Regions from separate parts of the Cricetulus griseus genome. Here region 2 is linked to region 1. Evidence: chromatin contacts called from public Hi-C data. All regions are on one chromosome and are shown on one strand. The core of a region is the stretch at or near the end of the contact, and the rest is flanking DNA. Distances in the headings are between cores, read along the strand shown.

Region 1 (5,682 bases), core at 2,196-4,695:
CACTAACACAAGTTAGCTGGGTGCAATGGCTCAGGCCTGCAGCGCTGCAGTGGGAAGCCTGAGGCTGGACCCCACAACTAGCTTGAAGTGACTTGGAGCAAGGTAAGGACAGTCTCAAAGAGTAAACCAGGAGGGACTCACATGGCCTGGTGCTGTACACCTGTATCCCAGCCATGGGTTCGGGGGCAGAGGGATTAGGAGTTTCAAGATTAACCTTGGCTCCATAGCAAGTTTGCTGTCAGCCCCCTCCCCACTCCCAAAAGATGGAAACTACATCCTGGCCTTCGTCATAGCAATCATTAATTCATAAAGGCATCAGAGGCTGTTGCTGCCAGCTTCCAGAGCCCTGGTGGCCACAGGACTAAATTACAAGCATTAAGATAACCCACTTTATGGTCTGACGCATGGAGGCCGCCAGCCGTAAGCAGCCGCTTGAGAAGTCACTGCAACACGTTAGCCAGAGCGCTGGCTGCAAAGTGCTTCTTAGAAAGGTGAGGCCGCCCGGACAGGTGGCTCTGGAGCTGGCAGGATGACCGGCCCAAAGCCTAGGCAAGGATTTCTGAGAGCCGAAGTCCACCGGCCACCGTCTCACCCCATCCCACCTCTGGTGTGCTAGCAGCAGCTCCCTCATGAAGCAAGCTTCTGCCTGTGCGTTGTGCCTCATAGCCACTCAGAAAACACAAAGCCTGAGGCAGTTCAGCACCACCAAGTCTCGGCCACCTTCAGACAGACTGCCGGCTCTCACGTACATCACGTACTTAGAGGGACCTTTTCAAGGCTGAGAGTAGCCCTCACTTGGGTACCCCTAAGAGGTCAAGCTGGATCAAGGAACATTGTTCAGAAAGAAAGAAAAATGGGGCGGAGCCAGAGCACTCCATTCATCAGAGCTCCCCCCACCCGGCAGACGAAAGCCCCAGACAGCAAAGGAGTCAAAGGCCCAAATGGCCCATGCGGCCCTTCCTGTGGAAACTCGTCTTTTAGCATCTCTGAAAAACAGCATCCTTTGCCCCTCCCCCCAAACCACACAGGTCCAAACAGATGGGGTCCATATTCTCTGTTTATCGAGCTCCTAGGGCAGAGACATAAGGTACTTTAAAAGGCCAGGCTGTGGAGCCTGATGACCTGGGCTCCATCTGGGGACCCCTCGATGAGGTGGAAGGAGCTGACCTCTGACCTCCATACAATATCATACACACAGTAATAAATGAAATAAAATGCAAGAGGCCCGATTGTGTGTGTACAGCCTGCAGCAAGTTTAAGGGAGTGCCTCACCCTTCAAACCTTGCTCACCTGAACCCTGAAAGAGAGAAAGGACCTCTCCTGGTGCCCGCCTGCTCACCCACTCTCTTATCAGATGCTTGAGTTAACTGAACAATCAGGCCTTTATAAAACTCCCAGAGGCCTGCTCTGTACCTGGGAGTGGGAGGTGCAGGGCAGGGAGCCCAGGTGGCTCACACCAGAACCATCTAGTAATGTAGAGGTATATAAACTACAGGTATATAAAGACCAGGGACAGCCTCGGAGTGGCTCACTGCTAGATCATTTGGAAACTGAAAGTTTGAAACCCCGTTCGGTGTGAATCACACACCACCTATCACTCTCAAAGCCCATTGACAGTATCTGACTTGACCCACACCATACACCTACAAAAGTTATAACTGCCATAATTATTATACCTCCCAACTGTTCACAAGAGGACTTCTAAAAAGTTACCAAGCTACAAGGACAGCCAGAGCTGAGAACCCTACAATGGTATGGAGTCAATGAAATAACACCAACTCTCTTCCCACCCATTGGTCCAGTTGAGTCTGGGGGACAGCCAGCTAAGGGAGGTTGTCGGGGCAAGGTCACACAGACTGCAGAGGGAGAAGAAATGTAGGCGTCCCTACTCTGAGACCAGAGACCAGTGTCCTTACCTCACCAGGGTGGAGACACGTCCAAAGGGAGAGCTGGGCTCTGCGCAGGAAACCAGACCCCAACAGTCCCTGGGGCATCAAACAGGAAATGGGCCTGGTGCCTTGCCAAGTGGCCAACAGCAACCCAGCCCTTGGCAAACCTACTGTGCCTCGACTGGGCGCTCTAACTCACTTTGGGACCAGCTCTGATCCTTGGCTACTTCTCTGCTTGTCTGGGCTTCTCTGTGAGCAACTGGGGGTCAGAGATCACAGAGGCTACAGCCTTTAGAGTGTGACCAAAGGGGAAGGCAGAGCTGTCTGTCACCCAAGTCCACCTCCACCTGTCATCTCCACCCCAAAGGCGAGACTGCCCCACTGCACCTGCGCACGCAGACACACACACACACACACACACACACACACACACACACACACACACACACACACACACACACACAACCACACGCCCTCAGGGAGCTGGAGGCTGGTCAGACCTCAAGCTGCCCCCTCCTTGGCTGTTCAGTATATCAGAAAATGGAGAAGACCCTGTAACTAGCCTGTTTCCTTATGTCTTCCTCTCACCTCCCCCAGACCAGAAAGACCAGGTAGGAAAGAGCGCGGGTTCTGGCTCCACGCCGCAGACGGTGGCGTCCACGCTCACACACCGTTTCAAAGTTTGGCGAAACAAATCAGGAAACAAAAACCCCCAGAGGCCTCGGCGTTCCTTCTTCCTGCTCAAAGTGTGCAGTAAAGTCTCTGTCTAACCAGCGCGGTAAACGGTTCCAAGACTGAGTCTTAAGGGGTTGGGGAGGGGCACCCAGCACCCAGCCAGGGAACTTTTAAAATTTGCCCTTAAATAATAGCGAGACACTTCATGGCGTTTGCTTTTTACCCGCAGGAGGCTGACCTTGGAGACGACAGAGAACTGTAAAACAAGAGTCAAGAAAAAGTGACCCAAAGTGAGCTCCTCCACTCTCGGGATGGGGAGAGGGGTCCCTGGGCGCACGTCGTCGCGCACACCAAGTTCAGGCGGCGAGTGGGAACGTGCGAGCGGCGCCGGCCCGCGGCTCGCTGAAGGTCGCCCGACTGTCACCTAGGCTGCCGGGGCCCGGAATCCGAGTGCGCGCGGCGCGGCGGGACGCGGTGGCCTCAGGGCAGCTTCCCGGGTGTCCCCGGCCCTGCAGGTGCCACGAGGGAGCGGTCGGGCCGCGGCCCCTCCCCGGCCGCAGGCCCGGAGCAGCGGCGGCGACTTACCCGCAGGAGGCGCGGGGGCGGCGGGCGGTCCCGGGGCCGGTGTCGCTGCTCCGCGTCGCGCTCGGCCGGCCCCGGCGCCGGCGGCTGGCGCGGGGCTGGGGGTTCGGCGTGGGCGGGTGCCCGGGCGATCGCGGACGCTCCGGGGCTCCTCGCGCGCGTGTCACGGGCCGGGGGCGCGCGGGGGCGGGGCCGAGTGGGCCCGGGGCGCGGGCGGGGGCGCGGCGGGGACTGGGCCGGGGGGGGACCGTGTCGCGGGCGCCGCAGCGCGGCCTTCGCCATGGCTCGCGCGGCCGGGCTCGCGCGCCCTCGCGCTGCCGTCACCGCCCGACGCGCGCCGGGCCCTCCCCGCCGCCCGCCCCCGCCCCGCCCCGCCCGCCCCGCCCGCCCGCCCCGCCACCTGCGCGACGGTCCCCGGAGCGATGCTCCTCGTCCCCCGCAGAGAGAGGCTCCGGGACCCCCGAAGCGCTGGCCCACTCGGCATCCCGGAGCGTGCGTGCCGACCCGCGCGCTTGGGGACGCCGCTGCCAGCGCGCTCGTCCTGCGGAACCCGCCCCGGAGTCAAGCACGGAGTTAGGAGCTCAGGAGGGGTCCTTGGACCGTCCCTGTGGGCAACGCCACCAAAGGGTGAAGGAGCCCGTGGGGGTGGCAGAGGGGGCAATGAAGCCCTCCCGGGGGCTTTCAAGCAAATAACTCGCAGAGGTTTTAACGCGGCCCAGCCCACGCGAGCTGGTTTCCAGTGGTCCCTTGCAACCGGTCACAGGGGACACTGAACGGGCTTGGAGCAAACTCCAACCTGAACCGAAAATGCGGAGGAAATAAACCCCTCCAAGTTTCAGGGCTAGATAGGAAATGAATAGGGAAGTTGTTCAGGCAAAATATTTTTTTGTTTTTTTTTTGTTTTTTTTTTTGGTTTTTCAAGACAGGGTTTCTCTGTGACTTTGGAGCCTATCCTGGATCTAGCTCTTGTAGACCAGGCTGGCCTCGAACTCTGCCTCTCGAGTGCTGGAATTAAAGGCGTGCACCACCAATGCCACCAGCTCATGCTGGGAATGTGTGTGTGCCGAGCACGGGGGCATTTGTCAATAGATGTTTGCTTGGGCTAGCCCATTTCCCCACAGACTCTCAGCAACAGCATGTGTCTATAGAGACACCTTGACCACCGGTCGGCTAGGTAAACATCGCCTTCAGGACACTCGTCTATGGGGTAGTCCCAGGAGAATGACACTCCAGCAATTCCCTTATGAGCTAAATCTGTGGAAGGGGGTGAGCTGCGTTCTGAAATCACAATGCCATAAAAAAAACAAAGAAACAAAACTAGATATTTCAGACCTGTCAGGAAGAGGAGGTCTGTGGCTACAGGATAAGCCTCTATGGGCTCTGGGTGATGCTCAGAGCATTCTGGGTGACAAAGCTGGATCTTATATTTTATATTTTTGGTTGTGAGCCTAGCCTTTAACTGCTGAGCCAGCTCTCCAGCCCAACACAGCTGGATCTTAAACTATTGGGTCAATGTTAAATTTGCTACGTGCACAGACAAGACTATCTTTATTTTATTTTATTTTAATTTCATGTGCATTGGGGTTTTGCCTGCATGTATGTATGTATGAGGGTGTTAGATCCCCTGGAACAGGAATTACAGACGGTTGTGAGCTGTTGTGTGGGTGCTGGGGATGGAACCTGGGTCCCCGGGAAGAGCATCCAGTGCTCTTAACTGCTGAGCCGTCTCTCCAGCCCCCTTCTTGAGAATTGTGTGCATGTAAACAATGAAATATGGTCAGTTATGTCCCCATGTCGGTCTTCCAGATCCTTCCATAGCGTCCTCAACACATTCCCCTCACAACTCCATGTCTTTTTTTCTTTCAATAACCCCGTAAATCTAGTTGGTGCCGCCCATACGTTCAAGCCGTTCGTGGGACATCCACAGGAGCCAAGACTCAAGAAAGGATACAGCTACATCCTCAGAAAAGAATGATTGTCCCCACCACCACCAGCAGCAGCTGTCTAAGGCCACTAGGTCCTCCTCAGGGGTGGGGCCTGGAAATAATCCCATCTCTGCCCAATTTTGTCCAGCTCCATCTTGTGATAGAGCTACCGTGAATTCATGTGTGTGACAGAGGACAGCACTCCACAGCCCTCCTCCCCATCCTGTGGCTCTTAAATTCTTTTTTTTTAGTTTTGTTTTTTTTTGTTGTTGTTGTTGTTTCTTGTTTTTTTTTTTTTTTTTTTTTTTTTTTTGAGACAGAGTTTCTCTGTATTGTTTTGGAGCCTTTCCTGGAACTCGATCTAGACCAGGCTGGCCTCGAACTCATGGAGATCCGCCTGCCTCTGCCTCCTGAGTGTTGGGATTAAAGGCGTGTGCCACCAATGCCCGGCTGGCTTTTAAACTCTTCCTGCTCCCTCTTTTGCGGATAGCCACCTTAGTCTTTGAGACCAGGTCTCTCACTGAACCCGGGGCTCACTGATGAGGCTCGACAGGCCAGCAAGCCTTTGGGATCAGCCAGTCTCTGCCCTTCCCTGCCCCTAGCACTGCTGT
Region 2 (5,959 bases), core at 1,100-3,599, 73 kb before region 1:
GTTAGTGAGACTGTCAGAATTTAAAACTGTTTAAAAATGGGAGGATGGGCTAGGGATGGCGTTCTGTGGTGAGCGGTTGTCCAGAACGCATGATCCTGAGTAGTGACAAAAAGAAGAGAAGAAGCCAGCAGTGGTGGCCCATGCCTTTAATCCCAGTGCCCCAGAGGCAGAAGCAGGAGGATCTTCATGAGTTCAAGGCCAGCCTGGTCTACAGAGCGAGTGCCAGAACACCCTCCAAAGCAATACAGAGAAACCCTGTCTCAAAAAAACAAACCAAAAACCAAAAACAAAAACAAACCAGAAAAAGAAGGAGGGAGAGGGAGGAGGGAGAGGAAAAGGAAGATGAAGGGGGTGGCAGACAGAGGCTTTACAGACGGGTCCTACCCAGGCCAGCAAGGAACAGGCCTGCATCTTGCACCTGGCTTGATTACCCACCGGTCTTAAAGGGGGTGTGGGAATAAGTGCCTTCCAGCGCCCTCCGCTTCACCTGCCCATCATTTAACCTGGTGATTTCCTGAAGCCACCGGCAACTGAAACCACGGTGAAACCATGTCCCCTCTGCTCTTCGCTCCCTTCTGGCTGTGCCACAAAGCAAATTTATAGCGGACGATCCCATAAACACACTTACCACATGAGTTTGTCCCAGCCAGTTTGTGACAGAGTCCTGGCAGAGGCTGGGCCCTGGAGGGCTGCCTGAGCTGAAGGGCCAATGCCATGGGCAGACGCAAACTCCAAGGAGGACCCTGAGAAAGAGCAGTCCTCCATGCAAGCTTGGCCACAGCTCTGCGTCTTTCTCAGCACTTTTCTGAGTTTGCTTGTTAGGGCAGAGCCAAAGATCCTGCACTGCCCAGGACGCACAACGGGTTACGTAACTCCAGCAGCCCAGGAACCCTATCGCCTCATCTTATAAAACCACCCCAAACAGAAAACGGGCGCTCCCACAACATGACACCTCTCTAGGGTGGGGTGAATGGGGGAGCAGGGAGAGAAGGCTTTTGATGGGCGGCTAGTTCTGCCTAGAATGTAGAGTCGAACAGAAAGCCACTGTTCTTCTCAGGACTCCCTGGGAAGCGAGGGCGGGGGCACCATGCCAGGCAGTGTCCCAGGGTTGTGCTTGGCAAAGCCTTCAGAATCTGCAAAGCGCTCTCGGGCATATCCAAGGTCTCCCAGAGAATATGTTTGTGTTTTATGTCTTTGTTGCACTGACCACTTGATAGGCTCTCCTTTGGCAGGGTGGGACGGCAGGGGCTGAACGCCCAGCTCTGCAAATGCACCGTGGTGCCTGAATTGGCACTGCTGTGTATGGGGCCGCTGCCGGGCATCGAGGGCATGAACTGTGGCTCTCAGTGGTCCCCTGGGGCTTGCTACAGGCCATCCCAACAAAGGACCTCGGGTTTCCACACCCCACAGGGCTGGAAGCTCTCGAATCTCTTGGTGCCATTTCTTTGCCCTCGGTGCCATGCTTTGAGAAAGTGAAACTGGTTGGAGAGGATGAGGTTCCCAGGATTCTGCTGGCAGGGTCAGTGCTGGAATCCCAGCTCTGGTCCTCGATGGCCTCCCATGTACCCTGTACCAACTGTGCCACCAGCTCCTTCCTGCCCCTCTGTCTCCCCCATCAGCTCTCCTTCCTGGGTATTAGAGAGCATGGACCCCACAGCACTTCCAGACACCACTTCGCACTCAGGACTCGATCGGGGCTCGGACATGGACACCCTCCCCTTGCACTCAGGACTGAGACCCAGATGAGAGCTCCCAATTCAGGACTCAGAGCTGGACAGCACCCCCACTGTACTCAAGGACTCCAGAGGAGGCCCCACAAGGAGGCCCATGTCCTAGAGTGGAGAACATATAGAGGAGATGGTCCAAAGAGGCCAAGGGGATCCTATTTGAGGCCTTGAGAGGCAAGGTAAGGAAACTGAGCAAAACCCTTCCCTCTGGACTTGCTATTGTCAGTCCTTTTGTTAACAGCAACAAGAAAGCTTACGATACACTCCCAGACCTGCTCCTGGGGCTGCACGCCTTCCCCAGGCTGGATGACTGAAGCCCCTTCCCGTCCCCAGCAGGGAAAAGGCCAGCATACCAGTGATGGTGCAGGCATCCCGGTACCCTCTGTAGCTGGGAGCATCTTCCACAGCCTCGCTCACATAGTACTCTTCAGGGATGCCCGGGCTGCAGGCTAGGACTGCATGGCTGCAAGCCTCAGAGATGGGCGTGGAGCTGGCCGAGGTGTCGTCGTGCAGGGTTGTGGCGTCCAGCTTGGCAGGTTTCAAGGGGAGGTGCCCACTGCCATCGGGGGGTCCCGCTGCCGTGGTTGGGAGCAGTCGGGCAGATGGCCCCCGGTGGTTCACTGTACCAGTAGGGGTGGCTCACAGAGAATCTGCAAAACAATCCAGAGAGAAGAATACCATTACATGACGTCTTTGAATACATCCAGACAAAATCTTTAAAATCATGGCAGATGTGATTAGCCCTGCAGAAAGGGTTCACCAGAGAACCAGGCCTCATTCCGGACCATCGTGGAGCACAGGCTTCATACACTGAATTCAGCCCTGGGCAGTACTGAGAAATAAACAAAATGACCTCAGCTAGTCCGACGATGGCCATCCTGAAAGGGCGACGCCAGGGCGTGTACCAGGGCGTGTCGGTTAGAGCACCAAGTGTGCATTCTGAGGGAGATGCACACTCCTGGGAGATTCTGTGCAATATGGTTATCTGTTCACTCGGCTACATACAACATGATTCATTAAACTCTTCTCAACACGGAGAACTTTCAGTCCAGCGGCCACGTTGAGCAACAGTGAGAAAACAGTAGACTCCTTTGAGAACCTGGCAAGTCCAAACCTTATTTTTAAAACAACAAAAGCACATGAAGCCCATTCATAAGCTCCTGGGGAGAGCCAGGAACCCTTGGAAGGGGCCATTTCGGCAACATCAGCCCCACTGGGCAATTCAGACTACTGCTGGAATGTGCCTGGGCTTAAAGGCAACTGCGGGGAAAGGGTCAGTATATGACACAAGCTACCCAAGATTCCTCTCTGTTTCAAGAGCTACCCTGCATGTGCATCTTTTAGGATAGTGGACCCGGAGCGGCTAGCCTTCCATCCAGCAGGGGTCCTTCACCTCCCCCACCTACCTCCTCACACATCATGGGTGTGCATACATGCTCAAATAGTGTCTGGTGGGAGTCTACAAAACCTACTTCAGTGCCTGGGGCGATGGCTCAGTGGATCCAGTGCTTGCCATTCAAGGACCAGAGTTCAAATACCCAGAGCTCACGTAAAAGTCAGGCACAGTAGGTCACGTCTGTGAGCCCAGCATTTTCAGTGAGATGGGAGGTGGGAGAGGCTCACAGGCCAGGCAGCCTAGTGTACAGATCAGAGAGCAGCGAACGGGGTAGGAGGAGGAGACGGACACCCAAGGCTGCCTTTCAACGTCTGCCACTGTGTTGTGGCACACACCTGCATATGCGGACATACACACAAAAGTTCAAAAAGGCTGGAGCATGTACTGCTCTTCCCGACACCCATGTTGGGCAGGTCACAACCTCCTGAAACTCCAGGGGCTCTGACATGGCTCCCACAGGTACTGTATGCACCATGGTACACATAAACTCACACGGCACACACGTGTAAATAGGATGTAAAGAGACAGGAAATACAAAATGGGAAGAGAGATGCTTTCCACACACAGTGAGGAAACTGTAGCAAGAGAAGCCTGGAACTGGGCTTCTGGAGGATGACACGTGAACCCCAACCGGACTATCACACCTGGTCATAAGTGGAGAAGCATCCCTTGTGAGAAAGTACCAAAGCATTCTGGGTATCAGGACTTGAGGTCAGCACGGCAGAAGTTACCAGCCATGCTCAGTGTGCTAGCATGAGAATTAACTCTCTGGGCAAGGCTGGTGCTGGTGCTGCCCTGGCTGTCTCGATCAGGAGGTGGCTTCCCCTGTGCCAGCTGTGTCCTGACTGGGTCGGGACACTGAGTGTAGTCAGAGGCGGTCTAACAAGTGGCACGCGTCACTGACGTCTTCACAGAGGTGGGGGAAAGGCTGGCACCCAGACTCAGAACTTTCGGTAACCTCAAGTGACCCACAAACAGGTTAAAAGGCACACTGATGAGTTCCATGGGGCGGAAGAGAAGGAAAAAAGAACATGAAGGCAGAGACTAAAAGGAACAAAATACAAAAAAAAAAAAAAAAAAAAAAAAAGCACAGTGAATTTCCAAATTTTCTTTAAGATTTATTTATTTCATGTGTTTAAGTGTTTTGGCTGCATGTCTCTTTGTGCACCACATTTGTGCCTGAGGAGGCCAGAAGAAGGCGTTGGAGCCCCTGGAATGGCCGTGTGGGTCCTGGGAATCAAACCTGGGTCCTCTGAAAAAGCAGCCTGTGTTCTTAACCATGGAGCTTCATCATCCACTCAATAACCCATGTGATCCCCCGTCCAGTTTCGGGTTTGAACAGAGTCACAGTAGGCGTCCTGGGGCAGCCCCAGGCTCCATGGGAAAGGAGAGACAGTGTGTCCCAAGGTGTGAGTCTGCTGACACTGAAGGTCAGCGTTTCTACTCAAACCTTCTGCTAATGACTTGAGTTCTTGAAGAACTCGACAAGAGAAATTAAGAGGCAGCCAGGACGGTACAGCAGAAGAGGCCAGGGTGGGTTCACAGGACCTGAGTTCTCTCCCCACCCCTCGGGTAAGACGTGACCCTGGTGGCACCTATAAATCCTAGGGCTGGGGAAGCAAAAACAGATAGACCTTTGGGGTTCACTGGCCTCACAACCTCCCTTAGAATTGGCAGACCCCAAGTTCAGTGAGAAACACTGTCTCTAAAAATAAAGTGGAAAGAAACTGGTTGGCACCCGACATCACCCTCCGGCCCCCACACGTACACATGTGCAACGTGTTCACACATGCACACACAAAAGCTTCTGGCACCGTCTGTGCAGACCAGAAGAGGAAGGAGCTAAGCTTCCGGGCTGCTGAGATGAGGCTCAATCTCCCCCAGGCAGCTGAGCCCAGGGCTCTCGGTCCACACCTGAGACTGTGAAGCAGATGACCACACAGCTGTGACCAAGGCGCGCCAACCGTGTTGGGCATGCAGCAAGCTCATGTGTCAGTCACCATCCTCGGAATTACTCAAACTGCCTAAGAGAAGTGAGCCTTGTATGTCCCTAAGATGACATTTCAAACAGCTCCCTGTGCCAGCACACAGCTATACACCTGTGCCACTCACTACCAGCCCTTACGGAGCTCATGGGAAGCACAGGACGTGCTGGCCACCGTGGAACTTTAACTGTCCACCATCACTGCACCCCTGTGTGGTCAGCTCTTCTTAGCTGAATGTAGTTACCAACCCCACTTAGAGGTAAGGAAAGAATTCTCAGACATTCAATAACTTTTAAGGCCATGTAGCCAGCAGACAGGACCAGTGTGAAGCTGGTTTGTGGCCCTCAGTCGAATGCTGTGTCTCCTACCTTCCCCTCACTCAGTCAGGCTCAAGGGAAGTTCCTGACGGCTCTGGCCATAGCAAAGCCTGGCACACAGAGCCAGGGCTTTCTTCCAGAGAGAGGGGGCAAACAGTGCTTTAGAGAGGTCTGCCCCGGGGTGAAGACGGCACTGTGGGCTGTGTGGTTGACTTGATGCAGCCCCAGGAGTGGAAGGCCGGACCCCTGTCAGCAAAGCAGTGAGAAGTTCTGCAACCTGGCCATTCTGTCAGCTAAAGGGGTGCAGGCCAAGGGTGTACCCCTGGGGGAGAAGTGTACACCCAGAGGGAGGAATGTACCCCAGGGGAAGGAATGTATACCCAGGGGGAGGAGTGTACCCCAGGGGATGAGTGTACCCCAGGGGAAGGAGTGTATACCCAGGGGGAGGAGTGTACCCCAGGGGAAGGAGTGTACCCCAGGGGAGGAGTATACACCCAGGGGGAGGAGTGTACCCCAGGGGATGAATGTACCCCA

Evidence for each region. A called contact is a pair of places that touch in the nucleus more often than the background predicts.
Region 2: a Hi-C map of liver shows a contact between it and region 1, with 2.3 times the contacts expected there. The contact joins the promoter of Trak1 here to the enhancer-like site in region 1. A contact is called at or near these places in 3 of 8 Hi-C or Micro-C datasets (the CHL-YN cell line, fibroblasts and liver).

What each region holds. Positions count from the first base shown.
Region 1 is chr4:228,307,749-228,313,430 of CriGri-PICRH-1.0, reverse strand. No RefSeq gene overlaps it. Among named protein-coding and RNA genes, the nearest start is that of Ulk4, 17 kb to the right of the region's middle. Within about 2 kb of position 3,445, at least 2 of the 6 cell types and tissues checked have open chromatin away from gene starts, as enhancers often do.
Region 2 is chr4:228,378,883-228,384,841 of CriGri-PICRH-1.0, reverse strand. It overlaps Trak1 (trafficking kinesin-binding protein 1), which reads right to left and starts at 2,349. Exons shown (of 16, transcript XM_027415429.2): 1 at 2,081-2,349.